Linked DNA regions of Mus musculus: region 2 is linked to region 1. A link is a contact called in public Hi-C data. All regions are on one chromosome and are shown on one strand. The core of a region is the stretch at or near the end of the contact, and the rest is flanking DNA. Distances in the headings are between cores, read along the strand shown. Region 1 has its middle 450 kb from the start of Gm20125. Region 2 has its middle 240 kb from the start of Gm32656.

The links. Hi-C and Micro-C count contacts between places; a contact is called where the count stands out from the background.
Region 2: a contact with region 1 is called in a Hi-C map of bone marrow-derived macrophages, with 12 read pairs. The contact joins two enhancer-like sites. A contact is called at or near these places in 2 of 484 Hi-C or Micro-C datasets (the C10 cell line and bone marrow-derived macrophages).

What each region holds. Positions count from the first base shown.
Region 1 is chr10:16,645,635-16,650,503 of GRCm38.p6, reverse strand. No RefSeq gene overlaps it. Among named protein-coding and RNA genes, the nearest start is that of Gm20125, 450 kb to the left of the region's middle. Within about 2 kb of position 1,928, at least 1 of the 459 cell types and tissues checked has an H3K27ac peak or open chromatin away from gene starts, as enhancers often do. A contact at or near this core is called in bone marrow-derived macrophages, where this site is marked.
Region 2 is chr10:17,415,356-17,420,224 of GRCm38.p6, reverse strand. No RefSeq gene overlaps it. Among named protein-coding and RNA genes, the nearest start is that of Gm32656, 240 kb to the left of the region's middle. Within about 2 kb of position 1,849, at least 61 of the 459 cell types and tissues checked have an H3K27ac peak or open chromatin away from gene starts, as enhancers often do. A contact at or near this core is called in bone marrow-derived macrophages, where this site is marked.

The DNA of each region.
Region 1 (4,869 bases), core at 679-3,178:
GTTCTGCATCTCATATGTGGCAGGATTCAGGAGAGTTGGCCCTGTCACTCTTTAGCTGTGTGATGGCATGGATGCAGCCATGACAGGCTACCCCCCCCCCTACAGTCAGAAAAGCTGCCCACAGGGTCATGAGCATGGGAGAGCTATCCATGCCCCCATGAGCTGAAGCACTTGGGAGAGCAGACCTGTACCTTGCCTGGACAGCACAACAAAGCTGATCATGGTGGTGGGGGTACAGTTGAGCCAGCCCCACAGCAAAAACTTCGGGGAGCTGGCACCATAAAGCATCTCTGTGAAGTGACTGGGGGCTGGGTGAAGCCCTCCCTGCCTCTTGTCCTTCATCTTTCAACACCAGCTACAGTCAGGAGAATTGGCCCCAGGGTCATGAGAGCAGATAAGCTGCTCATGTCCCTTACAGGCTGCAGCACTTAGGAGAAGGGGCACTGCACCTGGTCTGGACAGGAACTTGTCCTGATTGAAGGGGGTGGTGGAAGGTACCAATAAGCTAGCCCAGAAGGTATGATAGAGGGAAAGCTGCCCCCCTGCCCCCCCCCCCCGCGGTGGGCTGCTCACTTGGGAGAGTGGGCCCTGTGCCTTGACTGGGAAGCACAGTGGAGATGGCTGGGGAGATGCAGATGAGTCATTGCTGAAGACATGACAGGAGGAAAATTGACCTTGCTTCCTGCTTATGGCAGCTTTGGGTGGCCTGGCTGGCATAGTGCTGGAGAGCTTGCACCAATGCCACAGATAAGGGAGAGCGAGCTGCTGCAGCTCAGCTACCATCCAGGCCCACATCCAGGGCTCCAAGTTGACCCACCCTCAAATCTATAGTACCTGCCAACAATTGGGACATGTTAAAAGGTCATTCCTGCTGATCCAAAGTTGCGTGATTTGCATGACACAGGGCAACGACAGGACAACTTGGAGGAGTCTGGATGAAGATCCAATATTGATGGCATCACAGAAGCAAGAGACCCCAAACAGAGCAAGGATCATCACAATGAACATTTTCAAGTGAAGCTGTGTGGACAGAGGAGTGTACTGTGGGACACAACGTAACATACTACTGTTTCCACCATAAGATGTTTTTCTACGCTCTCTCTCTCACTCTCTCTCTCTCTCTCTCTCTCTCTCTCTCTCTCTCTCTCTCTCTCTCTCTCTCTCTGTGTGTGTGTGTGTGTGTGTGTGTGTGTGTGTGTGTGTGTGTGTTTAATTTGGAGGGTGGTTGAAAGAGTGGATATGTGGGGATAGAAAGATGAGTGGGACTGGGGTGCACTGGGTGTGGGGAGGAACTCACAAATAATCAACACAAAGTTTAAAAAGCATAAAGTAAAACACCATGTGGAATTCTTACATGCATTTGTAGAATTAATATCTTTCTCATATTGTTAGTGATATCTTATATCTTACAAGAACTTTGATGTTGGCTGTCTCCAAATTTAATAGTTAATTCATTATTAATAAACCTTTATTTTTTTATATGTGTTAACATGGTACATCTTTCTCTATTCTCACATTTGAACCCATCAGAGCAGCTATATTTAAATTATATTTTTTAAAATGGCATGCAGCCTTTGATGCCTGCTTTGACATCTACTTTTTAATTGATGTTATAGTTCACTTGCATTTATAGTTGTTACAGATATACTTGGATTAGTATCAAATGTGATTATTTAAAGTTGTATATTTATTGATAGAAGCTGCTTTGTTTTCTGCTGTGATTTTAGTTGAATTGGTTAATATCAATTTTCTAGGTACTATTTTTTGCCTCTTTAGATATAGTACTTTTGAATATATATTTTTCTGACATTTATTTTTCTTAATATGTCTACTTTCAAATAATTTTGTTCTTTTAATATCCTGCATAGATGTCTTAATGAGCTCATGATTTACTTCCCATGACATTTCCTGATATATTTCACTTATTCACATGATGATCATGTAATATCCTGTCACTCGGCACTTACATTTTAGATTGGTGGCTTATTTTCTTCTGAGGTTAAATTTTAACATCGTATTTTCCACTTCCTTCTTCCTTTATACTTTCTACATGAAATGCCAATGTAATTTCTACACTTATTTTTCCATAAGAAGAATGTTTCCTTCTTCCAGATTCAAGATTTTATTTTGCTGTAGATTTATAAGTATGTTAAACTTCGGTGGAAGTATATTTCATTTATTCAGTAGATATGTTTGGATATTAGTGGACCTGAGGCTTTGTGCCTGTCATTAATTTATCTTTGGAGATTTGTGAGCTAAGTATCATGGCTATAATCCTAGTGCTCAGAGAGCAAAACAATACTAAGTTCAAAGCTAGCAGGTGGTATACATATAGGAAGACCCTAAAGTAGAATAAAGGAAAAATGTTTTGCAGTTCTTTGATGTTCTGGCTTATGATATATATATATATATATATATATATATATATATATATATATATATATATATGTTACATTTAAAGCACACAGATATGTAAAGATTGAAGATTACACACACACACAGAGACTCATATTTGAGTTCATTCATTCTTGCATCATCTGTTGAGCTCATCAAAAGGTTTCTTTTATGAGAAAATACTTTTCAAACTCTTCCACTTTATTTCAGTCCTTTACAGAGGACTTTTCTTCCCACAACTCCTCTTGCAGGCTGCCTAATTTTTCTGCATGGAAGATGCTGTAAGTCAATCATAGGCATTTAATCTACTCTGTATAATTTCAATTTCATGTTACTCCAGTCTGGCTCTGATGTTTTCCTTGACACTTCACGTTAGATTTTTCTTGCTGCTTCATATGTCATTTGTGTGTTTATGAAGCTGGATGTTTTATGCTTGATAAGAAGGGAAGTGAGTAGATCTGCAGTGTGAGGCCCCCGTCACCCTGGCTAGTGGTGGAGCTTTGTGCTGTTTGCTAAATGAAATGGAAGCTTCCAAGTCTTCAATTGTCCTTATTTTTGCCTCTGCACTTGACTCCAAATATCCCTAAGTTCATTTCCTTATAGAGTCTTACAACTCTGTAATCCACCAATATTAAATTGGATATGTACTGTAATTGAAAGATGGAAAGGGAAAGAACTGTATAATCTGCCAATTAACCTCACTCTTTTAATGCTACCATGTCCATGGACTGTGACCTTCACAGGTCTTTCTTCTTGTAAATCTATTTTTTTTCCTTCCCTTAAGGGAAGAACACTTATGGAGTGATAAAAATGCCTTTCATTAGAGCTCTGGCACATGGCAGTGGTAGACTCTCCTTAGAGTGATACTCTCTTCTCTGCCTTCCTGCTAGGACCAGGAAACCTTTCTGAAGAGTCACTATGAGAAGAACTCAATATATGTTCTGAAAGTAAAGTCCACAGAACAAAGACTCTGCAAGACTCTTTCTTAAAACCAGTTCATAGTCAGAAAATAGGCCACTAGCAGCAACTTGACAGTGTGTGTGTGTGTGTGTGTGTGTTCTGAATAATAGTTCCCGTGTTGCTGGTCCAGTTCAGTGATCTTATATGTAACTGTGGATGGTCTTGTCCCTCTAGGTTTCTGAATGGACATTTGCTCAGGAACTTCTGCCAATGTGTCAGAGAATAGTTATGATTTTTTGTGTTAGTTGGGATTTTCTTGTCACAAAAAGAAGAAGAATCTGAATAAACCTCTTTGATGACTAATTATTCTTTAGCTCCAAATTTAGATGTTTTCCCAAGAGGATAATGGATCATAAGCAATGGAGAGGTGTGGTAATGAGTTCTAGCTTTTGTCTTGCTGGATTAAACTCTACTGAGAGAACTAACAAAGCATATTTCTGGGTGTGGCCATGATGCTGTATCTGTGCATGTAGGCGATGATGCTATAGTGCTAGGCTGTTGATAGGTGGATATTTGGACTGTGCAAACAAGGCCTACTCTACTCTACTCTAAGAGGCTAGCAACCACCACAGATGGAATAATAAATAAATAAATAAATAAATAAATAAATAAATACCTTCCTAGGGGATGGGGTGGGGCACAAAGAGGAGTTGAAGAAGGGAGACAGGAGTGGAAATGATATGAATGCAGTTCTCATATGAAATTCTAACAACTGAAAAGAAAATGAAGAAAAAGCTACAGCACCAAGAACCGATGGCAGGAGAGCCTTTCCTATATTACCCGGGGATCCTGCTCCAGTAGCTCAGTCCAATTTCACATATCCTATTCTCCGTGTCCTTTTATTCTCCAGTCTTTTAGTGTGGAAATGTACCACCATATCTCCAGCACAATTCTAGCTTTCAGTTTTGAACTGCATTTGCCATATTGGTCCATGTAGTCCTGAGGCTACCTCTTCCTGGACTGAGCATTGATTTGCCCAAGTCTTCAGCCAGCAGACAGCTACTGTGGAACTATCTAGGCTCTGACAGTGTAAGGTACTCAGAAAAACTCCATTGGATAACTCCACACACACTACTGGACATTCTAGAAAACCTTACTACACTAACGTTTAGAACAATTTTTCATTCTGAAGCATGAGGTGGTCATGATGGGCAGGGGCAAAACTTGAACAGTATGGGTTTTTGTGAGAATCTCAGGGAGAAGAATCATGGGAAAGATGGAGGCAGACAAAAGCTTAAGACTGACTGCAGAGAGAAATGTTAATTTTCAAACTTGAAATATTATAGGTAGAACTTTTACTTATATAATTATTTTTTTATCCTAAGTGGTAAGACAAGGTGAAATAGGAAAGTCATAATTTTGAAGTACATCTATGAAAAAGAAATATAACATAAAAGAGTAAAACATCCCCTTGAAATACTGGCTCAGTGTTGGTTTCTTCAAATGAACATGTTTTATACAAACAATTGCATATGTAAATAATGTTTTCATAGTTTAAATTGTAGTTACATTTGT
Region 2 (4,869 bases), core at 600-3,099, 770 kb before region 1:
ACACCATACTTGCTACCCTTCACGTGTATACCCTTAATTCACACCTGTGTATCCTATACACACACTGCATACACACACCAAAGCAAAACTTTCAAACACACATACCATATACACAAGCACTGCCTCCTTCCCCATCATCAAGGACACAGCTGCCATAAAGGGTAGTTATAAACAGTTGTCTGAGTATGAATGAGTCCCTAGTTCCTCCTGGAAATCTTATGAAATATCCAAAATAGATTTGATGATTGTCTTAGTTAGGGTTTCATTGCTGTGAAGGGACAACATGTCCAAGGAAAGTCTTATGAACGACAACATTTAATTGAGACTGAATTATAGGTTCAGAGATTCAGTCCATTATCATGATAGCATGAAGTGTGGCAGCATCCAGGCAGGCTTTGTGCTTGAGGAGCTGAGAGTTCTACAACTTGTTCCAAAGACAAACAGGAGAAGATTTACTTCCACGTAGGTTGGAGGAGGGTCTCAATGTTGACCCCTATAGTGACATATGTCTTCTAACAAGGCTACACCTACTTTAACAAGGCCAACCTCCTAATAGTGCCATTCCCTGGGCCAACCATATTCAAACCCCCACAGTGATGAAGCTTATGATGGGATATCTTTCATTAGTCAATGAGGGCTGAAAGAGATTGACAGTGAATCTCAGCCAGCCAGTGTTTGGCAAAGTTCATCATGGAAGTTTAGCCCTTATGGTAGAGGAGACTTTCTCATTAAGGTAGTCTAGGAGAAATGTGCTACTGAATTTTAAAATTTTATTGTTTAATGGACTTCTAAAATTGTAATTTACCATAAAGGATGCCACCATTCTTCAAAGTTTTCTATATTGTGTGGTTCCTTTCTTATCCTGGGGAAATTTCCTCTGAAATTACAGCTGACCTCATCATAGAGTGAGTGTTTTGTTGTCGGATTTTGGTGGCCATCTTAACAGCTGGGGAATGTTGAGGTATGGTCATGCAGCTGATTTCTACCTAAGTGACTGTAGATGAACACGTAACAGAGCTTCAGTGTATTCCAAATATAGAAGGGGGCAGAGAGTGATTGTATCTTGATTCTGATTCTAGGCAATTCTCAGAAGTCCTTGGGTTGAGTATTGTGCCCTGGAAACAAGCAGGGAACTTAATATCTCTACAGAGAAACCTTAGAATGCACCTTCAAACTGAGGAAGAATAGAACGAGTATCCAGGTAAACAAACTCTAGGGACATTTTCTAAGATGAAACAGTACACAGAGGCTTGAAAATCTGAGTGTCTTGTCAATGGATGCTAGGCCAGCTTGTATAATTTTCACAGTAATTTCTGGTGGTCTCAGTCTGTGTACATAACCACATTGTTATTTTTGTTCCTATTCAAAATATAAAAGTATTATGTTGAAGGAGGAAAAGAATGTAATTGCAAAGGTGGAAAGGCCAAATGGGGACAGATTTAAGCATACATTTATTTTAAAGATCACACTCTTAAATGTTGTTTTAAAAGAGCTACGATTTTATAATTTTAACACCAATTATATTGAATGTCTGAGAGATGCCAGAACTCTCATAAACGTGTAAGGCCAGGGAAAGCTTATGGTTGACATTCAATGAGGAAGCGAAAGGGAAGCCAAATGACATGAATGGAAACTCCAGATTTTGTGAATTAGATGGCTACAAACCCTGGTTAGAAACCAGATGAAAGAGTGCCATTGGTTGTCTGATTTCTAGCAGAAAAATCCACAAAACGATGCAGCTCTTAAGCCCGAGAGGTAGGTGACTTTCAGAGTGGAGCAGCAAACTCACAAAAGACCCCTGGGCTAAGTGGTTCCGCCTTGAGTCAGCCAGTGAAGTGGAAAAGGAGAACTTTCTGACGTGGGGCCAATTTTATGGTTTCTGTCACTAAAGTTAGTACATCGAGCCATTATGTAATCCAGTACAACAGAAGAAAATGTGTGCCTCCCTCCAAGTTCAAACTAAAAACTGGAGCACATAGCAATGACTACTGGCTGAACTGCAACTGCTTGCTTAAAGACAGAGTACAGGGCAGGAACTCCAAGAATTAGATTATGAACAATATAATGAATCACTTTAGAAATATTCATGTTTGTCTTAAGCCACAATCCCAGTGTCTGTGTTTCTGTGTGTGTGCATGTTCATGTGTGTGAAGGTGCATGTGTTGTGTGTGTGCGCATGCATTCACACTACATACCCAAGCATGTGGAGACTGGAGAACAATTCTGTCTGTCCCCTGACACTGCCCACTTTGTTATATTTTTATTACGCTTTAAAATTACTTTATTTATTTTCTCTCTGTGTTTCTCTCTGCCTCTTTCTGTGTATCTCCCTCCCTCTCTCAGTCTGTCTGTCTGTCTCTGTCTCTCTCTCACCTCCTTCTGTCTGTGTGTGTATCTGTTTATTGGCATGCATGGCACATATATGGAATCAAGAGAACAAGATGCAGTTCTTTTCTCCTTCTGCCATGTAGGTTTTAGAGACTGGAGATTGAATTCATGGCTTCAGGCTTGGTGACAAGTGTCTGTACTTGTGAGGGCATCTTACAGGTCTCACATTGTTTTTTTTGAGACAGAGTCTCTCAGTGCTCTGTAACTTGAAAAGTGGGTTGGGTTGGCCAACTTGCAAAGGATTTGACTATTTCTGCTTCTCCAGCACCAAAATTACAGTTGTAGGCCACATGCCCAGCTTTTTAAATGTGGGCTCTTAAGATAAAAAAAGTCTTTACGTTCATAAGGCAAACATTTTATCTCTGGAGTGATCTTTTCATCCAGTAAATTCTTAAAATGATGGTGTCATTTTCTCCTAACTCAGACTGTAATGGAGTAACCTTGAGGTTTAAATCATCTCGGTCCCATCCCTGGTTAGATTCATTACTTACTTTTTAAGCCAACTATTATAGGTAACTTGCCAGCCTTAAGGAAGGTTGGTATGACAAAACCAAACAAAACAATGTTAATTCTAGTGAACAATTGCCATAAAATTTCTTTTAATACATTGAAAGACACTGAATTTCAATAGGAAATATGGAAATAGCCTAGGGAGAAAGAACTGAGAAAAGAAGGAACACCAGTGTTCTCTGTGGAAGCTCTGTTTAGGGTGATTTGAGTCTTTGTCTGTCTCCATGAAGATGAAAGTACACAGCTCTGAGAGCATAATGGCAGCAGTACAGTAAAATCCATAACTGTGTGTGGTTCCATGTTTAGCAAACAAAAACCCACCCTTTTCAGTAGCATTTATACTTGTTAGAGGAGTGAGCTTCAGGTTATCATCATCACTGTCACCATCACCATCACTGCCATCACCTCTGTCATCATCACTATCATCACCATCACTGCCACCATCTACCCATTTGGCTATATCCCTGCCCCAAATTTCATTTTAAATAAACAAAAACTGAGTATTGCAGTTTTTATACACCAGTGTTTGGAAACTTGGTTAATGTAACTCTGTCCCTGGAAGATGAATTATTTCTTGGTGGGAACACCAAATTTGACTTGTAAACATTGGGGCAAATAGACCCCAAATCCTGCTAAGTTCCTAAGTCAGCTAACCTTGTGACTTCTGTCTAGGTGGTCAGCCTCTTCAGGGAAATGGATCTTGTAAGGTACCTTTGTTCAAACTCTTTTGCATTATATTTGATTAGGAGTTAAACTCTCTTGTCTTCTCTGAAGTTCCTGGAGGTCATGTATAGAATTTGATTTAGCAGCCTGTTTATAACATAAAATATAAATGTACAATTATAATCTAATTTAGGAAAACACTTATTAAATTTTCTCTTTTGGAAGGAAATCTTGACAGTCATGTCTGGTGATCCTCTGGGCTTAGGGCTCTCTCTGTTTCCTTTCAGGGGAATGAGGAACTGTGTGTGAGAAACAAAACACAATAAAAGGGCCATGCATGACTGCCAACATGAAGTCATAAAATGTACTGTGCTTTTCAATTTGCTCTCTTGGGTTGGCCCGGGGAAAGCCAGTCCCCATAGATGATTCAGCTGTCCCACCTAGAAGCTTCTATGGTGGAGAATTTTCTGGACATCTATGACAATGAATTACCACTGGAGTACATCTCCCCAGTTTTTGTCAAGCTCTTGGGTTCTTTTAATCTTAAGGACATCAGACTACACTTTCCTGGATACTTTTGGGATAGGATTGCCCAACTGGCCTACTCTAAAATCTTGCACTTCAAGGAAAAACACAAGTGAGGATAAATACTGTTCTTCTAAGCCAACATGATTTGGGGGAAACTTGTAACTCTTTAATTCTCACCCAACCTACAAATTGAGACTTTGAATTGGGGAGATGACTACAAAGTTGGAGTCTAGGGGTACGTGACAGCAGCTATGGAAAAATCTTCCCAGGTAGAAGTTGGACTGAAAGTAAATCAGGGAACTAGCAACTTGTGCCCAGTCACCTTTTGGAGCTGTTATGGATCAGTGATCTCTGTGCACTGATTGTTTATTTCTGCTGCCATTAAAGAGACTGTAGTGATCATCTCACGCTTGTTCTGTGAGTCCATATTGCTGTCTATGTGAAAGGCATATTCATCTCCATGGAAAGGAATCCTATCTGAGAATCGTTTGTAGAACTACCAGGGGTGATTCTCATCTGTACCTGGACCTCTAGACATTTATACCTTAGCATTGAGCCTGAGCAGATGCTGTTATAGGATAACATGGGTAGTAATCCTTTTGTGTTCATATCACTGACCTGGCTTTCAACAGTCTTTGTTTTAGTCTCCGTCACTAAACTAGGATTAACCTGTGCAAGATGAAAATCATGGAGGAAATAATGCCATGCATCTTCTGAAACTAAGTCATAAAAAGGCACTGTAGCTCTGTGGGAAACCACCTGGCTCTGGTACTACAAAAA